Linked DNA regions of Mus musculus: all the other regions are linked to region 3. Evidence: chromatin contacts called from public Hi-C and HiChIP or PLAC-seq data. All regions are on one chromosome and are shown on one strand. Each heading gives the region's core, a stretch centred on a gene start, on an enhancer-like site or on the middle of the called end of the contact. The rest is flanking DNA. Distances are from core to core; before and after follow the strand shown.

What was found. Hi-C and Micro-C count contacts between places; a contact is called where the count stands out from the background. HiChIP or PLAC-seq counts read pairs in DNA pulled down with a chosen protein or histone mark.
Region 1: an H3K27ac HiChIP or PLAC-seq map of heart atrium shows a contact between it and region 3, with 24 times the contacts expected there. The contact joins two enhancer-like sites. A contact is called at or near these places in 1 of 15 datasets of contacts at CTCF or cohesin (the NIH/3T3 cell line), 3 of 484 Hi-C or Micro-C datasets (cerebellar granule neurons and cerebellum), 9 of 115 datasets of contacts at active chromatin or transcription factors (craniofacial prominence, embryonic forebrain, embryonic hindbrain and 6 more) and 1 of 9 other capture datasets (embryonic stem cells).
Region 2: a contact with region 3 is called in a Hi-C map of cerebellum, with 2.2 times the contacts expected there. The contact joins two enhancer-like sites. A contact is called at or near these places in 3 of 484 Hi-C or Micro-C datasets (the HL-1 cell line, cerebellar granule neurons and cerebellum) and 2 of 115 datasets of contacts at active chromatin or transcription factors (embryonic basal ganglia and stem cell-derived neural progenitor cells).
Region 4: a contact with region 3 is called in a Hi-C map of cerebellum, with 1.8 times the contacts expected there. The contact joins two enhancer-like sites. A contact is called at or near these places in 2 of 484 Hi-C or Micro-C datasets (both in cerebellum) and 3 of 115 datasets of contacts at active chromatin or transcription factors (astrocytes, kidney and stem cell-derived neural progenitor cells).
Region 5: a contact with region 3 is called in an H3K27ac HiChIP or PLAC-seq map of heart atrium, with 8 times the contacts expected there. The contact joins two enhancer-like sites. A contact is called at or near these places in 3 of 115 datasets of contacts at active chromatin or transcription factors (astrocytes, heart atrium and stem cell-derived neural progenitor cells).

Annotation. Positions count from the first base shown.
Region 1 is chr4:82,536,114-82,538,813 of GRCm38.p6, forward strand. The region is part of intron 1 of Gm11266 (predicted gene 11266); the gene reads left to right. Among named protein-coding and RNA genes, the nearest start is that of Gm11266, 29 kb to the left of the region's middle. Within about 2 kb of position 1,283, at least 60 of the 459 cell types and tissues checked have an H3K27ac peak or open chromatin away from gene starts, as enhancers often do. A contact at or near this core is called in cerebellar granule neurons, cerebellum and heart atrium, where this site is marked.
Region 2 is chr4:82,613,087-82,615,786 of GRCm38.p6, forward strand. No RefSeq gene overlaps it. Among named protein-coding and RNA genes, the nearest start is that of n-THgtg10, 5.3 kb to the right of the region's middle. Within about 2 kb of position 1,280, at least 47 of the 459 cell types and tissues checked have an H3K27ac peak or open chromatin away from gene starts, as enhancers often do. A contact at or near this core is called in cerebellum, where this site is marked.
Region 3 is chr4:81,726,521-81,729,220 of GRCm38.p6, forward strand. No RefSeq gene overlaps it. Among named protein-coding and RNA genes, the nearest start is that of Gm11412, 16 kb to the right of the region's middle. Within about 2 kb of position 1,386, at least 59 of the 459 cell types and tissues checked have an H3K27ac peak or open chromatin away from gene starts, as enhancers often do. A contact at or near this core is called in cerebellar granule neurons, cerebellum, heart atrium and 1 more, where this site is marked.
Region 4 is chr4:82,399,411-82,402,110 of GRCm38.p6, forward strand. All of the region lies in intron 2 of Nfib (nuclear factor I/B), which reads right to left. Among named protein-coding and RNA genes, the nearest start is that of Nfib, 110 kb to the right of the region's middle. Within about 2 kb of position 1,436, at least 153 of the 459 cell types and tissues checked have an H3K27ac peak or open chromatin away from gene starts, as enhancers often do. A contact at or near this core is called in cerebellum and stem cell-derived neural progenitor cells, where this site is marked.
Region 5 is chr4:82,265,106-82,267,805 of GRCm38.p6, forward strand. No RefSeq gene overlaps it. Among named protein-coding and RNA genes, the nearest start is that of Gm11264, 200 kb to the left of the region's middle. Within about 2 kb of position 1,341, at least 20 of the 459 cell types and tissues checked have an H3K27ac peak or open chromatin away from gene starts, as enhancers often do. A contact at or near this core is called in heart atrium, where this site is marked.

The sequences.
Region 1 (2,700 bases), core at 33-2,532, 810 kb after region 3:
GAAAGGTGAAGGTGGCTGGTGGGTGAGAGGAGAATAGGAGAAGGGGGTAAGGGTGGCTACTTTACTCTCCCTGTCAGAGCTAGCTGAGGCCAACTTTAAGGGGTCAAGGTACCAGAAAACTGCAAGTTTAGATAGCTTGTCCAGTGACAGAGGCTTTGAATTTGCCACAGTCTCTAGATAGGATGTGAAGCTGGGAAGAAGGGAGAGAGAGATTTTTTGGAACACTGGAAACAGGGCCAGACCTTGATACCCTTAAAAATCAAAGAGCCCAAGGTCACATCTGCCCACAGCTCTTGACGTAGGGGCTGGTGACAGTGGGGAGCCTGAACTGGTTCCTAAAGAGAGAGGTAGGGTAAGACCAGGATTCCTGGCTGAGATGGCAAAAGGTACCACTAAGCAAGGGCTCAGAGAAGGAGCAGGGGAAAGCCTGTCTCCCAAGACAGTTTTAGATCGTCCCTCCCGAGGGGCCCAGTCCCCGGTCTCCTCCACCCTTCGAGGGTGGCACACGCGGGAATCTTTGGGCCATTGCTAGCGGTTTCCTGACTTTGCGTCGGGTCATTGCGCACCACGTGCATCAATGGCCCCAGGGGAAGAATTTCGGCTAGCACTCCCTGGAGAAGAGGACTATGCTGGCCCCAGATTGTACAAGCGGGCCACCAACTTCTCCCTGAGCTTCCATAAGGAGTCATGAATCGCAGTGCACGCGAGGCTCGCGGGTTCCATGCTCGCCCTGGCACATCGCTCTCCCTCACTGTTCAGCGCACCAACAGAACCGGGACTGCAATTCTGTTCCAAGCCAGCGCAGCTCACCCTCCTTGTCCAAGGCTAGGGCATTTTGAGGAAGGATCTTCCCAAAGGAACCCATCTCTCTAAAGCGGGAGTAGGGTTCTTTAGTAACTCTCTGGGGGTGGGAGGTAAATCAAATTGCCTGTGGGCTTGCAGCTGGAAGCCAGCTATTTAGGCTCGCTGAGCCTCGTTCCTAACGGATCAGCTCTTTCGATGTTTGGGGATAAGTTGAAGACTGAAGAGAAAACATGATTATCTTAAGTAACTCGCACATCGCCGTTTTCGTCCCCGACTAAAAGTCTGTGTCTTGGGCCAGTTTCGCGATGCCCACGCAAGGCCCAGACTTTAATATTTAAACCAGGCCAGGTGAAACTACCTGTTGGGGTACACTGCAGTCTATAAATCTGATCCTCCTCTCCTTACACAGTTTTGGGGAGAGCTGGAACTGTTCTGGGGGTGTTCAGAGAAGGGACTTCAGCCGAAGGGCGAGCGGCAGTAGTAACAGAGTCTGGCGATGCCCGGGAACTGCACTAGCTCCTCGGCCTCGGTCTGCAGAAGCTAAAGACAGCCCCATGCAGCCGAATCTCGGCGCGATTCTCTATGATTCACTATGAAGCAGTGTGGAAGATTCTTGAGACCAGAGCGCGAGGGGACTCTCAAAAACAAAGAGCCGGGGGCAACTTGCTATGCTCCCGCCCCCCACGGTACACTCCAACCCTTAACGTTTCTCCCTATGCGGAAATTCACTCAACTTCTCCGAGGAGCAGGCGACGGATGCTCTCCTGCCACAGCCTGGGGGCTACCGGCAGCTTCTAGGCCACTTTGCTGGAAGAAAGTCATTGCCTCAAGGAGCAGACACACATTCTTAATCCAGCAGCCGCCGAAGAGCAGTTCACTTACCAGGACCTGATGAGCCCGTGGGGAGGATTTTTAGAAGCTGGGGACAGGCAGGCTCATGTGTCCTAGAACCTGTGGGAAAGACCATTGGGACTGAAGTTTCACTTGGAAAGTGCTGGGCGCAGCCCGGCTCTGGCGCACATTTTCCAGGCTTCCAGGCAGCCAAACTGCGGGAAGCTGCTGGAGGCACCTGGGGCTCAGGCTTTTCCATTGAGAGTTTCTGATGCGGGTTGCTAGTTGTTTATTTTTGTTTTTGTTTGTATGTGTGTGGCTTTTTTTTTTTTTTGGCAGCGAACCCCACTGAGCTTGGGGAGCACCAATATTTGGAATTGCCGTACCAAGGGTCTCATCAGAGGATCAGAGGAGATAAGCAACTTGGGGAACGCGGCGCATTTAGTTTTCTAAGGCCATGCGTTTTTTTATCCCCCACGGTCACTATTTATTTGGCTGCAAACGAAATGGGAATAGATATTAGGAAACTGGGGGGAAGAAAGCGGATAAGCCTTAAATTGTTGAGAGCGCTCCTTTTTACAGTGAAGACTATAGGACTACGTGGAATGGAGAGAAATTATTAGTGAGACTTCATCGCACAGGAATGGTGGAGGAGATTGAGCCACGGAACTAGAAGATGTCTCCGATCTGTTTTGCGCACCGCAGGTTCCCCACCCGCAGTTAATCATCCTGGCAATATTCGCTTGATCTGCCCGCAAGTAGCTTGTCTCCCCGTCCTTCCTGACACTTCCCTTCTCTGTTTACATCTTTCCATGCTGGGTCACCAGCCAGAGTTTTGGGCTTCCCGGACCTCTCGGGTGCCTTGGCAAAAACTCTTACAAACTTTTCGAGCGCACACTTGCGGGTGGGCTCTCTCCAAGCGGGTCTCTGGACTGCCAAGAGACCCTCTTCAGCCGAGAAGCCTGGAATAATTTTCAGCGCTCCGCTCCGAAGCCCCTGCTTTATTTCAGTTCAATGGGGGTGGGGAGGGGGCTCACAGACACAAGGATAATAAACAATGCTGCT
Region 2 (2,700 bases), core at 30-2,529, 890 kb after region 3:
TTGTAGTACCGAGGATCGTAGTGAGCATAGTGAGTGTTTGCATTCACTCTGCCCTCTGTACGGTTGCTTTACTTGCTCAGGTTGTCTACACATCCCTTCCGTAGGGTATATTTGCCAGTCATATCATGTATGTAGACAAAGAGAGGTGAGACGAGACCAAGGTATTTGTCTATGATGGGCACCCATCAAGTAACTTGTTGTTTAAATAGAGCATCTGCCCTAGGGCTCGAATGTTTGACAACTAGACTGACCATGGCCCTTACTCTAGATAGCATGGTAACCTTCTGTCACGGTCACTCTGGGAACTGGATTCATTCTTGGAAGCAGATGCCAAAGACTAGAGGAGACTATGACTCTAGTGCACTGAGGGGACTCTAAGTACAGCAAGTAAGGCAGAAATGTGTGAACTATGTGTGTGTGTGTGTGTGTGTGTGTGTGTGTGTGAGAGAGAGAGAGAGAGAGAGAGAGAGAGAGAGAGAGAAGGCTGTGTACCTGGATGGAAAAATCTGAGAGAGCATGGGCCACAGGTAGCAGCTATAAAAGCACAGGATTCTGAAGAGGCAGAAACATCATTGTCTCAAGGAAATTTGGGGGTAAAGTTCCTAGTGAGGTACACTAAAATACCCCAAGACCTCATCTAAAACCCTTCTAGTATAGAGCTACAGTATCCTTCAGTTCAGTCTTGTCTCTGTGTAAGAGTGGGCTATGTAAAGATCCAGACTTGCCTCAGGTTTGGCAGGCAGTTAGTGAGGCTGTGGTTGTTACTGCCTCTGTCGGCCTTTGGAATTCTTGGGAAAAGCAGAAAGCACAAATGACCAGGCCCCAGCTTGAAGGCAGCTGCAGCCATGAGTTCCGGTCAAAATCCCTCCTGTTTTGGATTTGGTGATCCGTGTGTTCACAAAATGACAAAGAAGAAAAGAGGAAGCAAGGGATGCAGTGACGACGTAGAAATGGGAACAGGAGAAAGTGAGAGAGGCTCCCAGCTGTCTGATTTGTGTGGTGTGATCCCTGCCATGGCTCCGGCTCGGCAGGATTTATGTGGCTTCATTAATCACACTTTCTTTTGAAATGGAATTTTCTGCCTTGGAGCCTTTGAACATTGACATCCAAACACAATATATTCCTTTAAAATCACCTCTGGATAAAGACAACCTGTGGAGGTAATTTCCCCAGCTCCTAGGTGGGGTCTGTTTGATTCTCAGATCTTGATGTAATGTGTGAAATTGGCCCCTCCCTGCCCAGAACAGAAAGGAGTTCCTTGTCTCTGACCAACAACAAGCAGTGCCATCTAGTGGCAATTTGTTTTTATTTTGGTTAATAAGAAAGGGGCCTCCCAGGCCAGCTAGTGTTCTCAGAATTTGGGGAAAAAAACAAAACAAACAAACAGACAAACAAAAAAACCGCTCTTGTCATGCAGTTAAATGACAGAGACAAGAGTGTCGTAGAACTGCCGCCAATCAAAGTGGCCGAGTCCAGGGTAGGCCTTTTGTTGAGGGGTTGTCAGCTTTTGAGGTCTGGGAAGTCGACACAAACCACACAGAACAAAGAGTTCCCTGGGAGGGGGAGGAAGGCAAGAGAGAACACCCTTGCCAACTACACAGCACCATGTCTAACTCTAAAACTGTCCCCAGTTTGCTGATGAGCAAAACCAGAAAGAGGTCACGCTGGAAGCCAAGCCGTGGAAGTGACAGAGGTGGGGCTAACCCCAGGTCTCTTTACAGTTTCTTTCAGAGTCTGCTTTTGTTAGAATTTCCCTTCCTGAAGACCAACCTGCCCAAGTCTCCCACTGACTGTCAGCCACTGAGTTACCAGTACCAGTTAGCAGAGGTAGGGTAGGGGTTCTGTTAGGATTTTTTAGACTGTGGTTCTTGTGGCTGAGGTGCTAAGGGAGAAATGGCCCACGCTTTATGTCTCCCTGCCCTTATCCTTGAGACTGAAGCCCAACAGTTGGGTATTTGCTAGCTCTTTGCAAAGCCAACTGCCTCTCTTGCTGCAGCTCAGCACCGGGCCTCAGGGCATCCTCAGGGCACCTGTGCAACAAGCTTTTTGCCTCAGCACTGCTTCTTAAAAGTGAGCTCTAGCTTGTCAGATCCTGTTTTAGCAAATCATTTCCTATGAATTGGTGAGCTTTAATCGTGGAAAAATAAGTTTAAAATATAGTCTTCATAACTGGAGAATGATTGTAAAACAAGAATATATATATATATATATATATATATATATATATAGTTTACTTGGGGTTGTTCAATGTGTGACTTGGTTAGAAAAGTAAATGTAGATTTTTGTTTCTGAAAACTGACTGAAAAAGAAACAAAAATTGTCTATGACTATAAAGTCTCTTCAATAAGACACGTTGACCATGGGACCCAATGGGCTAGCTCTGCTCCGTTGTACTGCAGAAAGCGAGAGAGAAAGAACATTTGGTTACAGCTGGTAGTAATGAAGTGTGTGTAGCTCTGGATCTTTAATCAGTCACTCAACTACAGTTATGTAGGTAGCTGTATTATGTTGTTTGAACAACCTCTAATAGACCACACAGGCAGACCAAATATGAGGGACATGACGTTTTAGGTTACAGAGCAGATTAATATATATTTGGCCACAACTACTGGCCAAAGGCACAGAAAATAAGACACTGCAGAATATTCAGCCCTCAAGTTAATATATATACCATAGTCCCCTTTCCTAAGGCTCAGGGGT
Region 3 (2,700 bases), core at 136-2,635:
CTTGTGATAAATTAAACTCTTTGTAGTTCACACAGAACATCTGGCTGGGAGGCCAGCGTTGCCATTTCTGTGTCTTCTCAAATAGTACAAAAAAACCCAAACTTTCTATTTCTCCCACTGCATTGGTATCTATAAAAAAGCTCCAAGTGCATTTTCACCCAACAGATCATCCATATCACCCTTTTCTCAGGCTCTGAGCTTCTCCGGGTAGGGGCAGGAAGCCTATTGCAGTCAGGTTTTGTCCTATCTTAGTGAGACAGGGCTTTAGCATTCTGCAGCATGGGAGGTGGCCACTGATGTCCACGCCAGGAGCGGTAGAGCCAGGGCAACAGGCAGCAGATGGCTCAGGGCTTTATCCTGGAGTTTTAATGTGCGGGTGGCACGCCTTCCTTCCTGCCCTCTGTTGGTCCCTGATTCTGAACCACTAGTCCTTTTCCAGTTTGCTCACCCATTGTCTTTTCCCTGCTGTCATTTGTGCCGGGGCTTGGGGAATAATGTTGCTGGCACACAGAGCTTTTGAGAGAAATGTAAATTGCGAGCAACACTGTGTCCTTCTGTTTTCTCATCAGAAAGCAGCATCTAGGTGTTGAGTGTGCTGAGCTGGCTGGCCACAGTGCCCGGCAAAGATGTGCCCAGAGTTCAGGAGCAGCCCCCTGTTCCCAGGCCCTGGTTCTGTAGAAGTGGGAGTTTCTGAAGAGGGGGCACTCTGAGAGGGAGGGGAGGAAGGGGTACTTTCCAAAGCAGACGCTCCTGGCTTTGCAAGGAAAGCTGCTCTCAGAGGACTTCAGCAGGCTCACAGACAATCCACAGCTTTGGAAAGTGACAAACAAAACAGTCTCTTAGTCCTGTGCATAAATGTAAGAGGCTTGTCTTAAGTGTGTGTGCAGGACTCCAGCGGACTGAAAATGTTACCGGAGTCAAAGTGAACCATTGTTTCGGTTATAATGAAGGCAAGCAATTTTTTAACAACAGAAGTTCTGTTCTGAAACCCCCCTCTCGTCCCCCCGCACTCAGTTCCTCTGCCCCTGCACCTGCTTCATTTTTGGCTTCTTGGCACTGATGTTGCCAGAGACATCAGCTGGCAGTGGCAAACCGCTGAAAGCTCCCCTGCCATGCAGCTCTGCAAATGCCAGCCATTACCCACTGGTGCATGCCCGCTTAGAAAGACCCCCTTCTCCCTCCAGCCCCACTTTCGTCTGCCCCCCAGTTTTACTTCCACATCAGAGTCAATGAGGCCGACTAAGCAGTGGTCGGGCCCTCTAATAGATGCACCCCTTGATTGTGGGTGCATCCATTTTACTCCATCTCTTTGCTGGGATCATTATATTTTGATCCAGGATGTGCGGAACATGTAAAGGATGGGACTGTTTCTTCTGTTCAGTAAAGAGTGGTTGGCCCACAGCGCCCTTCTCAGGCCTTGGCAGATGGTGGGGTGCTTTCTTGAAGTCTCTTCGACTTGAAACAGCCTTTTTGTTTTTGTTGCTTACTGAGAGGCCGTTGCCCCAAATTCACTGAATAAAGACATACACTTTTCAGTTTAAAGCTAAGCCCCCAAGAGATAAATACTGACTGAGAGTCGGAGGCTGACGGACAAGCTGGAAAGGCAAAGGAGCTGCTGGAAGTTAAGTATTCAGCACAAGGCTTTGCAGTTTAAAAAAAAAAAAAAAAAAAAAAAAAAAAAAAAAAAACCAAACCCGGTGGCTTTAAGTTCCCACTCACCACAGCGGTTCAGGCTGTGTACTGAGAAAGTGTGAGAAATCTGTGAGAAATTCCACATATATTTATTTTTCTTGGAAATTAGAGAATATCTTCACAGTGTACACTCTGAAGGGCTTTTGTTTTGTTTTGTTGTGTTTTTAATGATCTAAACCATCTGGGGAGTTGATAAAGAATGTGATTTTCACAAGCTGAGCTTGCAGAGCCTATTGCTAAATCCCAAACCTTTATCCAGTCTACAGATAAAACCAGGGTGGGAGAGCTTCCCTTCCAGATCCAAATACTAAGATCCCACGGGTGCCAAACGCTTTAGTATCTGGGTGGCAAGAAAAATAGACAGCTGACTAAGGGAGCCTGGCTTGAGACTAGAAATTGTTACTATTTTTTTTTCCTCGTTGCTGTTGTTTTAGATTTGTGAAAGTCACAACTTTCCAGAAAGTCTGTCTGGAACACAAGACACTATCATGTTTGTCTAACGTTTTCCTGTTTTGTTTTGTTTTTGTTTTTTTTTAAATCCAGTGACAAAAAAACCCATGAAAATATATTTTAGCTAATGTTTAAAAGATATCTTCCAAATTCTGGAACCTCAAAGTTTTCTTACAAGGAAGCATTACAGAGTCCTAGAGGTGTAGAGACCAGATTACAATAAGTTTCTTTTTAAAAAAAATTATTTGTTTGTATATGGTGTGTGTGTTTGTGTGTGTGTGTGTGAGAGAGAGAGAGAGAGACAGACAGACAGAGAGAGACAGAGAGACAGAGAGACAGAGACAGAGACAGAGACAGAGAGACAGAGAGAGATATGGGGTGGGTGACAATGTGCAGGAGTTGATTCTCATATTTCACCAAATGAATTTCTGGTTTGAACTCAGATCTTAGGAATCGGTGGCCAGTGTCTTTATGTAGAGATCCATGTCTCTGGCCTTCTTTGGAATTTTTGACAGATCTCAATATGCTGCTTTGGATTTGTGCCTCAGCAGTCTCTCA
Region 4 (2,700 bases), core at 186-2,685, 670 kb after region 3:
CCAGGAACAAGAAATCTTGCTTGTCCCATTCTGTAACCATGGCCTGTTCAGTGCATGCATTTGGTGAGTGGTGAGTGTCATTCAAAACACTTATTCACACTGATCTTGAACCTCAGTCCCAGCGACTGTGTTTCCTACAGCCATGCCAGGGCCAAGGAAGTGGTACTTCCATCCTGCAAGCTCCTGCTAATTCACTCGCTGTCCCCAGGCCATGGACAGGCTGCTAACTCTTATTCACAGACACCAAACAGGAAAGCAAAGACAGGTTTGCAACTATCAAGTTCTTTGAAGAAAAAAAAAAAAGTAAGCCTTTAGCCAAAACCTATCTCCACATTCTTCTCTTCCTGCCATGCAATGCATCAGGCTTTGGCCAAAGATCACAAGTGAACTGAGAATCCTAAAAAGCAGCAGCACTCAGATCCACACTGAACCCTCCTGAACTCGATCGCACTTCACAGAGCTGTGAACAGAACTGTACTAGAAGCACCATCCGGACTGGCTCAGGGATGCTTCAGGTTCAGATCCAAGAGATCCGAGGTGACCCTAAGTTCCACTCAGTGCTACAGTTTTCTCCAACTTGAGCACAGAAGGATTAAAAAGAAAACACAAATATTGGCAAAGGTGATTTGAGGTTACTTGACCTTTCTGAAGGAAGGAAGGTTTTTGGCAACCATAACCTGGCAGCTGTCTGGAAGGCAAGGCCAGGACACAAAGAGGAAGACAGGAAGCAGGGAGCTGGCCATGTGTCCTTGGCAGGCAGCAGTGCAGCAGGGTGAACCACCTCATCCCTGCCAAACCAGAAACAGCGGGGAAAGCCCAGCTAATTGGCAAGTCGCAGACGGCTACAGTGTCCATCCTCTGCTGTAAATGACTGATGAAGCTAAAAGGAATGCCAGACCCTAATCTACTTAACTAGGATCCTCCTGGACTCTCTCAGAAACGTAATTTGCTCCTGTGAGTCGTATTTCCCAGGGAAGTGGTAAGGCATAAGGCACATCTTAAGATGACAAGGGCTAAAGAGAGTTTAAAGAAAAAAATGTTGTGGAGTCTGGTTATGCCCACAAACATTTGCTTCTGAAGGCTGTGTGTGTGTGTGTGTGTGTGTGTGTGTGTGTGTGTGATCTTTAACTAGCAAGCCTTCCACTGGTTTATTTTTTTAACTCAAAGAAAATTACGTAGTCAAAGTTGCATACTGAACAAAGACGGGAGTCCATTTGCAGGACCCAGACATCTACAAACAAAGACAAACCCCTGTAAGACACTCCAGGAAGCTGCAGGGCCACACCCACTTACTGCCGGCTACTGTTTGTACTTAGGCATTAGCTGGCTCAACTGTGGGATGATGTAGCTTCATCCCAAGGCTTCTGAGCCTTTGCCTGCTAAGGTTGGGACTCACACGGAGAGGAAGGGCAGAGGAGGCTGTGCCAGTAAACTGAGCCTCACTGGCTGCTACTAACAGGGTGAATCAGGGACCTGAGGGCAGGGTTTACTCCCCGGGGTGCACTCAGTGGTTGGGCACATTTTGTTTCATTTTTTTATGAAACTGTTCATGTCTTCTCCAAAATTCACACCTAAATTTCAGAGTAGCTTCTGCTTCTTTAAACACAACAGCAAATAATAAAATTAAATTGAAAAGATATTGCAAACACCTCTCTCTCTCTCTCTCTCTCTCTCTCTCTCTCTCTCTCTCTCAAACTGGAAAAAGAAACATCCCACAGAACTTTCATCCTTGAAGAATTTTCTCCCTCAAAAAAAAAAAGTTAATATAAAAAAATAAATGAGGACCTAGTATGCTTGACGCTGTTCTGAAGTAACACTGAGAAGCAAAATAAAAAGGGAATATTCAAACACTACCTGAGCTCCACCTCATAAGGAAGGATCAAAATTAATCTTCCACCCGGCATCAGAGCCCAGGGATGCCTGACCACCACCACCGCTTGTCCCATCAGCCACAGGGTGTCCTAACTGACTTCAGACTCCATATATCTGGAACCATCAAAGGTCCATCCTTTTGTCTTTGGGGACCAGTTCCATTGTCTATGTAAGAGAAGTTTTGTGGTGCCTCTCTCTAAAGTGGATGGCTCTTTCTCTACTGTGGGACCCTTTGGTACTATCACTGCCTAAGAAAATCCTTCCATGAGGCCCACCTCCTGGTTCCTTCCTGCCTGTAACCCCAGGGCAAACTCAACCAGCTCCACTTTGCTAAATTCTACTACTCATTGTCTGCGATTCCCAATCCTCTATAGCTAACCCTGCTCTCATTTGAATGACAAAGTCCTTATTGTCCTTATTCCAGCAGGACCTTTTGCCCACTCTCTCCCATTTCAGCGAACCAGATGAACCAGAAAGACTTGCTGGAAACCCCTCACCTCAAAGCCCTACTTCCAGGTGTTGGCCCAGCTCTTACCTTCTAAGGCTCCTCCCCCTTGTTTTGCTAATTGCAGGTCTCCATGCTCTGTACCCATATGGCTTTCATTACTGAAATGTCCTTACTCTGACGTCAGACAAACTCCAATTTCATCTTTAAAGTGCTTGATTCCCTTCATCTGGTATATTCTTCCTGGCCCTCTTTTTGCATCCACCTAATGAGACCACCCTGCAGGGTCCACATCACTTCCCTCCCATTCTAATATAAGGCTTTAACACTGTGTTAGGGCTGGTTGTACATGTGCCGTTTCCCTCCATAGTTGTCACTGACCA
Region 5 (2,700 bases), core at 91-2,590, 540 kb after region 3:
GAAGTAGGGTTGGGTTCAGATCTGATCTCTAATGTTCCTGTTCTCAAACAGAGGCCTAGGATATGATTTAATGTCTCAGTTCCCTAAATAGTGTTCTGAATAAAGGGATATGGAGTATGTGTGAACATTTTCCCAAGTATACATAGGAAATAAAAATCAAAGGAACTTCAGACCATTGAATATGTGTTACTTGGGCTACCATAACAAAATACTTTAGTCTGGGTGGCTTTAACCACAGGAATGTATTTCTTGTCTTTCTGCAGACTGCAAGGCTGAGGTCAAGAAGTCAGCGGGATCAGTGTCTGATGAGCAGCCTTTCCTTGAAAGAGACATAATCACCTTTTTGTTATGTCCTCAAATGACAGAAAATGAGCTCTGCTCTCTTCTCTCTTCCTTTCGGGGCATTAATACCGTCCTGAGGGCGTCTCCCTCACGACTTCATCTAAACCTGACTTCCTCCAAAAAGGTGGCATGCCTGATCGCATCACCCTGAGATATGGGGCTTTAAAATATGAGTGGGGAGGAGATCTGTAAATAAACATTGGATTCTTCACACCACAAGATCTTAACTGACAATGTATTTCCCTGGAATAAACGGAAGAGATGGCGACTCTAAGGCTGCTCGATGCTTACCTGCCATCACTGAGGTTCTCTGAGATCACATTCATGAAACTGTATACCATCAACATCTTTATCCTTCCCATTTACCTTTGCAATCAGTTTATCAACGTCGTCAACAAATCAAGATAGCCACGTGAAATATACTTGAGTCAGAGAACGGCAGGAGGCAAGTAAGACCACACACGTGGGATGTTTTGACTGTTTTGACTTTCCTATACAGTTCTAATTCCAGTGATTAGATTCATGAATTCTTGGTGCTAGGATTTTACCCACATACACATACAAATGAACACATCTGAAGAAAACACCTTGCTAGCATACAGCTGAGTCTAGAGCAGGCAGCGCTGTTTCTGGTCTCAGCTGCTGCTTTTAGATTCTTGATTAAGTGGCATTGTCCTTTAAATGACCTTGATGTTGTGGGAGTCGCAGACTGGACTCATCCTTCCTTCAAACTGGGACTGCCAACCAAACGCAAGGTTCTCGGCCTTTGCACTCTCAACTTCTGAGGCTTCCTCTCACAGTTTCTGTTTGCTGATTTGTAAATCCACATGATCCAGGATTCTTTGGAGAAATTTCTTCTCCTGAGGTGAAGTTGTCTGTGAATTCTCTCTGCAAAGGTCCCACACAGGCTGCTGGGAAATGGTGTTTTATAAAGTTCTCTGAATCTTGGTGGAGGAAAAAGCCTACAAGTTCAGGAAGCCACCCCCATTATTCAGGATTCCTTTCCCAGGACTGCTTCCTGCCTGGCTCCCTCCATCAGATATGCCTCTGCAGCAGCCAGAGTCAACCTTCACTGCTTAGCCTGAAGATTTCCTTTTTAACTCTTTCATGCCAATGGTCATGTTTAGCTCAAAATGAAGTGCAACAGATTAAAACCAGTGCAAACTAGCCCAACATGCCTTTACTGTCAGCAAAAGAAGATTGTAAATGCTCGTTGCAAATGGCTTCCTTGTGAAGAAAAAAATATATACCATGTCCAAGATGTCACAGCACGGGCTGCTCTTATTTGGGGGGGGGGTATCATTTCCAGGGAAAAATTCAGTTATGTTTTATGTAGAGGGAAAGACTCCCAAGACATAACAGATCACCAGATAGGTGAAATCTTTGTAAATGCTTTATACATGGGTTTAAATTTGAATCATAAAACTATCCTCCTGAGTATGAAGGGTTAATTACTGTATGGAGTCTTAATCACCATGTTTCTAAAATGGAAAAACAAGGACCTATTGTCCAGGTCCTGCAGGAAGATCAGAGATATGCATGTGTATGTGTGTGTATATGATGTACATGCATATGTATATGATTATATATATATATATACATATATATATATATATATATATATGTATGTATGTATCACTTAGTAGAGACACTCACAATTAATAGATCCCTGATAACTGGTAACTAAAGCCAGGGCATCGTGGTACCCACCTGTAATCCTAGCACTTTTGAAGATGAAGGGAAGAAAACTGAGTTCAAAGCCAGTCTAACATACAGAGATCTTGTCTCAAAAACACAATGAATCGCAGCTATTTTATTTAGTCATTCATTCACTCAGTTCATTCGGTTACCACATTCAAGTATGTGTATGGGGGCATGTAACATGGCAGATGCGTGTAAAGTTCGGAAGACAGCTTTGGGTGTCAACCCTTGCCTCTCCTCTGTGTGAGATGGGGTCTCTTTTGTGTCCTTTGTATTTTACTAATCCCCTGTGATATTTCTCAGGCCAGGTATAGTTGTTTTGAGATTAGACCGAGGAGCAGTTACTTAAGTAATACAATCGACCTCTACCGGAAGGGGAATCTTCCAGCAACTGTAGCTCCTTTGAACTTGAACTTCTCGAAGACTCATCCTTCCTATCCAATCAAGTCCCTTACTTAGATCCTTGGGCAAGAACCTAAAAGAGACCAGTATTTTACCTTCAGAATCCCCTGAATCAGGTAACAAACACAAAGAGTCTTCAGTCAGCTCCCTGCACCCCACCCCTACCCCCGCCCCCGCCCCTGCCCCCGCCCCAATGTAAAAGCCGAAAGTAAGAAAGGATTCTCCTGCAAGGATTCCTGTCTGATATATAGCCTT